3 separate regions of the Mus musculus genome follow, and regions 1 and 3 are each linked to region 2. Evidence: chromatin contacts called from public Hi-C data. All regions are on one chromosome and are shown on one strand. Each heading gives the region's core, a stretch centred on a gene start, on an enhancer-like site or on the middle of the called end of the contact. The rest is flanking DNA. Distances are from core to core; before and after follow the strand shown. Region 1 holds the start of App (amyloid beta (A4) precursor protein). Region 2 has its middle 55 kb from the start of Adamts1. Region 3 has its middle 53 kb from the start of Gm10791.

Evidence for each region. Hi-C and Micro-C count contacts between places; a contact is called where the count stands out from the background.
Region 1: a contact with region 2 is called in a Hi-C map of uterus. The contact joins the promoter of App here to the enhancer-like site in region 2. A contact is called at or near these places in 4 of 39 promoter capture datasets (the 3T3-L1 cell line, 3T3-L1-derived adipocytes and cranial neural crest), 1 of 484 Hi-C or Micro-C datasets (uterus) and 2 of 115 datasets of contacts at active chromatin or transcription factors (bone marrow-derived macrophages and neural tube).
Region 3: a Hi-C map of uterus shows a contact between it and region 2. The contact joins two enhancer-like sites. A contact is called at or near these places in 1 of 484 Hi-C or Micro-C datasets (uterus) and 1 of 115 datasets of contacts at active chromatin or transcription factors (cardiomyocytes).

What each region holds. Positions count from the first base shown.
Region 1 is chr16:85,172,259-85,174,958 of GRCm38.p6, forward strand. It overlaps App (amyloid beta (A4) precursor protein), which reads right to left and starts at 1,449. Exons shown (of 18, transcript NM_001198823.1): 1 at 1,244-1,449. The coding sequence starts at 1,300.
Region 2 is chr16:85,746,648-85,749,353 of GRCm38.p6, forward strand. No RefSeq gene overlaps it. Among named protein-coding and RNA genes, the nearest start is that of Adamts1, 55 kb to the right of the region's middle. Within about 2 kb of position 1,309, at least 48 of the 459 cell types and tissues checked have an H3K27ac peak or open chromatin away from gene starts, as enhancers often do. A contact at or near this core is called in uterus, where this site is marked.
Region 3 is chr16:84,918,298-84,920,997 of GRCm38.p6, forward strand. No RefSeq gene overlaps it. Among named protein-coding and RNA genes, the nearest start is that of Gm10791, 53 kb to the right of the region's middle. Within about 2 kb of position 1,439, at least 39 of the 459 cell types and tissues checked have an H3K27ac peak or open chromatin away from gene starts, as enhancers often do. A contact at or near this core is called in uterus, where this site is marked.

The DNA of each region.
Region 1 (2,700 bases), core at 199-2,698, 570 kb before region 2:
ACCCCTTTTTTTTTTTTTTTAAAAAAAAAAGGAACCCTGAGGACCCTCCCCAGCATCCTGTGTCCCCCCCAGGGTGACTAAGCTAGAGTTCCCAAATCTGCCCCATAGGAGGCCGCACCTTAATCAGACAAACGCCTCCTTTGATGCCCTGGAGCCTCAGCCTCCCCACCACCAGGCACTGCCCTTCCCAGACGCACGCCTCACTCCCGGCTCGCTCTCTCTCTCTCTCTCTCTCTCTCTCTCTCTCTCTCTCTCTCTCTCTCTCTCTCTCTCTCTCTCAGGACTTTGCAGTCCCTCACAGGATTGCCAGTAGGTGGTGGTGATGCGGGGGTGGGAGACCGCGGGGCCCTAGCAGCACCTCTAGGCCCTCGGGGGCAGACGCGCAGCTCGGGGAAAGGAACGGCGGTGGCGCACCAACTACCAGGGCTCCGCCACCGCGCCCTGGACGGCGAGGGCGGGGTGTCGCGGCTTTTGTTCCCGGGGACCTTCTCAGACTCAGGGAGAAACTGGAGGTGCACTGAAGAGTCCTGGACGTCCAGGTTGAGGGACGGTGCCGGGTGGCCGCACTTTCCGATCCCTCCCATCACTTGGAACTTACACAAAAGGGAGACACGAAAATGCACAAAGTTTGCAAAAGGAAGGCGGCGGTGCGCGACCCCGCACCGACTCGGGAGAGGGTCGCTGCGCAGGCAGCCGCCGCCCGCGGCCGCCAGGAGCAAAGCCCAGCTTCGCAGTCAAGACAGGCGGGGGTGGGAAGGGAGTGTGAGCCAGGCGCTCCCCAGCATCCAGAGCTGCCCCCATTCCAACCCAGGACCCCAAGGAAGGGGAAGGGCGGCGATTTCCTCGCAGGGCACTGAATCCTGAGACGCTACGCTTTCGGTTTTCCACACGTGTCCCTTCCCCCTCGAACTGGGTGTCTCTCGCATCCCGGAGTCCAGCTCTCAACGCAGGGAGGAGTCAGGGTCTGCGTTCAGGCTCGTCCCCTCGCCTTCCAGCCCTAGGCTGGCACGGATATGGGGACCCCAGCGCCCTAACCCATTCCCTCTTCATCGCTCGGGCAGCGCGTCCCCGGGCAGGGTTGGGCCAGAGCCGCCGAAGCGCAGGGCGCCCGCAGGCGGGGGCGGCGAGGAGCGGTCTACCCGTGACAGCCCCCCACGTCTCGAGATTCAAGCTCCTCGGTGGGGAGGATCGCGTCCTCCCGGCGCCCGCCTCCCCAGTCTCGTTCCCAAGGCGCGGCACCCACCTCCAGAGCCCGAACCGTCCAGGCGGCCAGCAGGAGCAGTGCCAAGCTGGGCAGCATCGTGATCCTGCGTGGGCCACCGAGTGCTCCGTGTGCGAGTGGAAGATCCGCCGCGCCCTGGCTGTGTCCGCGCCGCCGCCGCCGTCTCCGGTGGCCCCGCGCTCGCTCTGCTCCCGGTGCTCTCGCCTCCCGCCGCCGAGGAAACTGACAGAGCTGGAGCGAGGCGGCGGGGCTCGCAGCCGGCAGAGTCAGCTGATCCCGCCCACCCGGCTCGCCACCCGACAGAGACCCCTAGCGGAGCCTCGGGGAGCTGCGCCCGAGCGCAGCGGGAGGCGACCCAGAGCCCACAGGTGCGGCGTCTTGGGCTAAGGGGAGCCGCGCTCCCGATGGGGTCTGGGAACCAAGTTGGGGAGTGATCTGGGTCAGGGAGAGGACCCCGCAATCGGGAGAAGGTGAACCGTAGGACGTTAAGGTTCCAGGGAAGTCGGGAGCGCTCTCGGCTCGTCCCCGCGCGAGCTTGAGTCACCCGACCCCGCAGGCCTCTCCCAAATGTGGTTGAGGAGCTAAGGCTGCGATGCGTGCATTTTTATCCGCAGTTCGTTCTCTCTATTTGGAGAGGTGGAGCGAGGCCGAGAACATTAGCAAAAGAAACAGGATTTTTTTTTTTTCTATTTTCTTTTTCTTTTGGTAGGAGGTCACCCTTCACGCCACTGCAATCTGGAATTTTTGTCTTTAGAATGTACCAGAGAAGGGCACAGGATGCAGAATGACCCATTTTTCTCCGTGTTTGGAGATGGGAAGTGGGTTTTTAAATGTATTATCATTGCATATTTGCTTGACGTGGATAATTTCAGAGAAGGGGACCGGCATCTGGGATTGAAGGAGGCAGGGAGGTAAAAATCTAAGATGGGGAAGAGATCAAAGTTAGGCCAGAAAAGATACCGAGTGATGGCTCTTTTTCCTCCACCTCCATCACCCAGGACTTCTTCCTGGAACTCTGCTCTCGATTTTTTTTTTTTTTTTTTTTTTTGGATCTGCCCTTATCCAGTGAAATGAACCTCCGTAAAACCATTTTCTCCTAGATTAAACACAAACTTCCCAGTGTTAAAATTACATTAGACCCATCCAGACATGCTCCCACTACCACCACCCTCCCGACCTAATGTGGCTTCAGACGCCAAGCTTTTGGCTCTCCCTAGGCTAGTGGAAGGAGATGAAGGTAATACCAAATGCATTCCTGGCTTCTGAGGCCACAGCCTTTTCCTTTACCTGATGTGTTTGCTGCTTAATTTTTTAATAACTTGACATGAGCTCTGGTCATCTGGGAAGGGGGAACCTAAATTGAGAGACATGCCTCCATTAGACTGACATGCAGGCAAACCTGTGGGGCATATTCTTTCTTATTAGTTGATGTGGGAGACCAGCCCTGAGCAGGTGGTCCTGGCTTGTGTAAGGAAGCA
Region 2 (2,706 bases), core at 59-2,558:
CAAGCACTCCCTCTATCAAGCCACACTCCCAGCCCCCAGAAACAAAGGTTTTGTAGGTCTTGTTTCCCACCAATGAACATCTTTAGATTATTTCCATAGGTGAAGTAATGAAACAATGTTTTTTTTTTCCCCTGGTCCTCATAGTTATTGATCTTTCTAATCATATCAATGTGTGGCTAATGTATTATTTATATTGTTATCAGCTTGAACCATGCGCAGGCCTCTTGGGACTTCTCTATAACTTTAAACTTATTCTCAGAAGACTCCTATTGTTTTTCTAAACGTCCATATTGGCAAACTCTGTATAAGTACTTGCGAATGTACAGGTAGACTTGTACTGTTCCTACCATTCACTTGGGAAGCTTCTTAATGCTGTGTGGCGTGGATAATACAATCCCACACCTGGCTGAAATGCTGGGAATAAGTACAGAGAGATGCCTGGTCCTAAACAGGACATCAGTGTTATCCCGCTAATGTTCAGGGGACATCTCAGAAGGGGGTACTAGAACCAGAAAATGAGGAACTGAGCAGCAAAAACAATATGTTATGGACATAACAGCCATTGCACTTAAAACTCAAGGCAAGTGTGCTTGTCTCTGCACATGATTCTCTCTACCAATATCACACTGTGGATAAGGGAGAACCATGAGTCCTTTTCTGTCTGGGGGGCTATTGGCAGCTACACCCTTTTGGAAAAGAGTGTGGCATTTTCTTCAATAGTGTAGCCACTGTTAAATTAGCTTTACCCCAGTAAATGGTATCACACCCAAGCTCAGAGGAGAAACTCTAAGGAAAGCCAGTGTATAACACAGGAATAAGACATTCAAGTGGGAGGAGTTGGGAAGACAGAGGCAAAATGGAGGTGGGAAAAAAATCACAAAATTCATTACATACATGTATGGAACACTTGATTTTCCTTTAAAATATTAATGTTATACATTAATTGTGTGTGTACTGTATGTGTGCCTGTGTCTGTGCACAGGAATATGGGTGCCCTCAGAGGCAAATTACAATTTTATTTGTTAAGTGTGCCTATGTGAGTATGGGCATGTGCACAGGAGCAGGCTGCTTTCAGAGTCCAGAAACATGAGCTCTGTTTTGAATTGAACTTATAGCCTGTTGGGAGCTGTTTGACATGGTTTCTGGGAACTGAACTCAGACCCTCGACAAGAGCATCGCAGAATCTTAACAGCTGAGCCATCTCTCCTGACCCTCTTTTCTACTTTCTTTAAACATCTTCGTCTATCGTAGCACATGCTCGCGTTCGTGTCTTGCTGGCTGTGTTCTCAAGTGTCCTGTGACCTAGCCTGCGGACGTTTGCAGTCTGCACAGTTATGTTTATTTATGCTTTGTTTCACATTTGTATTTGGCCCCTGTGATTTATACAATTGTTCCTTACTCGAGTTGTCTCAATGTGAGCCGTCAGATTGGCGAAGGACATTATCAACAAATGACTCTGCTGAAAGGAGGTGCACTCAGCTCGGGCCAAATGCTCTCCATCAGTTACTGTTACAGACAGCCTCAGGGTTGGCCCCCACCCTCCCTTTCTTACGCACAACTGCCACAGACATCACATCGGAGTACTTGGAACGGAGCCTGAGTGTCCTGGGTAGGACTTGGCATGGAAATCTCTGACAGCAGAACTTGGCTTGGGTTTGTTTAAATAAAGTACTTCACATTGAACTGCAGGAAAGGAGAAAAGAGGGAGGGATGTGAGAGGAAAGAGAGGAAACTTCTGCCTTGTTTTAGGTTATCAGAAAAGACAAAGTACTTAAAGCCTGCCTGGTCTACAAAACAGATGAAGATATTGATAGAGAATTTATAAAAATTATTTTAAATCACAGAAAGTCTGCACAATGAGTTTTAATCTTCTCTTTTTAATTTTATTATTACTAATGCCATTAGCTTTTCATTCTTTTTTTTAAATTAGGTATTTTTCTCATTTACATTTCCAATGCTATCCCAAAAGTCCCCCATACCCACCCCCCCACTCCCCCACCCACCCACTCCCCCTTTTTGGCCCTGGCGTTCCCCTGTACTGGGGCATATAAAGTTCGCAAGTCCAATGGGCCTCTCTTTGCAGTGATGGCCGACTAGGCCATCTTTTGATACATATGCAGCTAGAGACAAAAGCTCTGGGGTACTGGTTAGTTCATATTGTTGTTCCACCTATAGGGTTGCAGTTCACTTTAGTTCCTTGGGTGCTTTCTCTAGCTCCTCCATTGGGGGCCGTGTGACCCATCCATTAGCTGACTGTGAGCATCTACTTCTGTGTTTGCTAGGCCCCGGCATAGTCTCACAAGAGATAGCTATATCAGGGTCCTTTCAGCAAAATCTTGCTAGTGTATGCAATGGTGTCAGCATTTGGAAGCTGATTATGGGATGGATCCCTGGATATGGCAAAAAAAAAAATGTCCTAGGGATTGATGCCTGAGTCAGTAAGTGCTAAGCGATCGAACCAAGAGCCCTCCAGTTCCCTCTGAGAAACCCGTGCCTTCAGTTAATCTAAATTTTCTGATCTTTCTCTCCTACTTTCAAGCTGTCCTCAGCACCATTGTTGACTTACTTGTCTTTCTCTAGAAGACAAGATTGTGCCTTTCTCTAGAAACAAGACAGTTGATTCACATTTTCTTTCCTTCTCTTCCTCTCCTCTGCTTCCCTCTCCCTCTGCCCTGCCCTGGGGCCACATATTCATGTATGTATGAG
Region 3 (2,700 bases), core at 189-2,688, 830 kb before region 2:
GGGACTAGCAATTCTGAGGAATGACCCCTGGTATTGTTCTCTGGAGTCTAATGCATGCACACACACTCTAACACATGCTTATAAACATGTGCGCCCATACACACATGCACACCCACACACAACCTCCACCCACACACATTTAACCCACAAAGCTTAGTGTGATCTGTACCAACCAACAAGTGATGTTCTTTACAGTGTCGCATTGCCACTTCCTGCTGATCACAATAGTTCATAGCAGCGCAAGAGCTGAACCAGCCACTGGGTCTCATGCTAGTTTATATTCTGTGGGAGGCAGTACCATAACCCACATGGCTTCACTCTTGACCTTAAGCCCCCATAAGAAGTGGCAAAGGAGTGAATAAAAGGACAGACACGCGGACACAGAAAAATTTTAAGATGGAGGTAACATTGTGAAAGTTAATAAAACGACTTTTAAATTTGTAAACTCCTTTTTTTCCCCCTTAAGCTGCAATCCATTGCAGTACTACATTACCTTCCTATGCACCATTTCATAACTTTATATGTAGGCTATTCTTTTTCAAATTATTTCCCTTCTGTTAAATTAGCAGGTGTGAATCCTCACTCTCGAATGGGTTCTGAATGATGTAATAATATTAAGGTACATTGCAGACTCCATCATGTTCTGTTTTCTATTCCTGGGTCTATCCTATTTATTTTTTGCTCATTTTTCTCTCTCTCACTCATGAAATACAGTCTTCATAAATCCACCCCTTCCCACTCCAATTCAATCTTTCTTCAAAATCCATTTCCTGTCTCAAGAATCATCCTTCATCTTGCCCCAGATGAGTGAGTGTTCTCATTTCACTAGGTGTTGGCACTGTGTGTTGGTTTAAACACTGTTATGTTTTGCTCATATTTCTGATTTTATTTGTGCGGGTTTCTCACTCCTCCCCAACCTCCCAATTGAATTCTGCATCTTCTGGGCACAAAGAGATTGATTTAGGTCCTTGCCCTTTGTGAATACTTCCTGTTTGGTGAGGTCATTTCCTGTTTGATGAGGTCATTTCCTGTTATTGAGGTCAAGAGCTTTGGGACACCAGGGGCAGAGACAAGGAGACACAGTTGAGGCATGAAATGCCGGGGCTCTGCACGTTATTGTGAAGCAACATTATTAGATTTTCAAATGATTTTTTTTTTCTTTTTCTGTGTCTGCTCTGTTCCTAGTGCTCTCAAAGCCTGCTACTGATTTTAAGTTTCCATCTCTGCTGCAGTGTTCGATTTTGGTTGTTTGAATGGAATAATTAACTCCTCTTCCGTTTGTAGCCCGCTGAGCACAGGGTGCCATTTAAAATCGTTGAGAGCAATCTCTCCCCTGAGTTGGAAAAAGAATGATTTCCAGGAGGTAGAAGAGCCCTATGGGATGTTTGCCAGTGGGAGCTAAACTTGCCAGTGGGAGCTAAACTACCCTGCTGTGAACAGCTTCATGAACTAGTCATTTCCTCACCAAAGAGATGAGCTGCAGGCAGGAACCTTGGAGGCAGGGGCTATGGTAATTGGGACCAGTGGGGACATTTTGCTCCTTCTGTATCCGTGAAAACACCTCCCACACAATAGAAGCTGCTCATTCCCAGCCTCCTACCAGGCCCAACTTAAGGCTTTTAGAAAAGTCAAAGCTTACTGAAACTGGGCAGATGTTTGTTTACATTGTATAAAGAGGATGTTTTCAAATTGAACGCTAATGGATTTCAGACTACCAAAAAAAAAAAAAAAAATAGTTTCCAAAAACAAATCTACAAGGTCAAGTTTAACCATCCATCGTAAAAAAGTAATTTAGGTAAGCTTGGCCAAGCACAATAGAAGCCTGCGTATTAAATTACTGCTCTCACAGAAGGAGTTAGTGTTTTGAAACTCCAGGCAGTCCTGTGACCTCAAGTTCAGGGTAAGCTGAGAGCTTTCCGCTGGAAGCCTACATCTTTGCAATATTGCTACTCACTCACTTTTAAGTAAATGTTCTCCAAAAACCATAGAGGGACAACCAGTGTGTTACTGACTCCAATACCTTAGTGTATTTGTGTGTCTCCTGCTGTGTCTTGCCTTCCCAGACAAGGACCGTGGTGATTTCATTCTCAACGATGCTACATTCCGGAGTTAAACACCCAAAGCTTCCACCGGCTTCCTCATCCTATCCTAACCTTGTCAGAAAGCACAGTGTGGTGTTTGTTAGAGTCAGATCTGTTAGCACTTCTTTGGCCACAGGCTTGCTCTTTGTAATATCCTGGATAAGAAATGAAATTCTGGACTAGACTCTAGAGAAAGAAAAGGGGAAAACACTGTATTGCACCAGCTGCTTTGCAGACGTATCCTGAGAGATAGGACCAAGCATCTGCTTACCCCAAATACCGTGACAGGACAAGAGAGTGATAGATTGTACCCAAATCTAGTTTGGTGAATCAATGAGTGTATTAGACTTACTTACAAAAGCATGGGTGGCCCCAAACGGCGACATCAATGGAACATCTCACTCTAATGTGGATAATGATGTTCCCATGATGGCACAGCACTTTTCCTTTAACTTAACCTTCCATCTTCCAAATACTCTAGCACTTCCTGAGACCCTGTGAATTAAAGAAGGATTATATAAATCTGGGACAGGAGCACATGGAGAGAGTGAGGGGCTAGCATCCCAAGCAAGAGTCTAATGTTTCTCCTAAATGCTTCCTTCTATGAAGGGATGTCAAA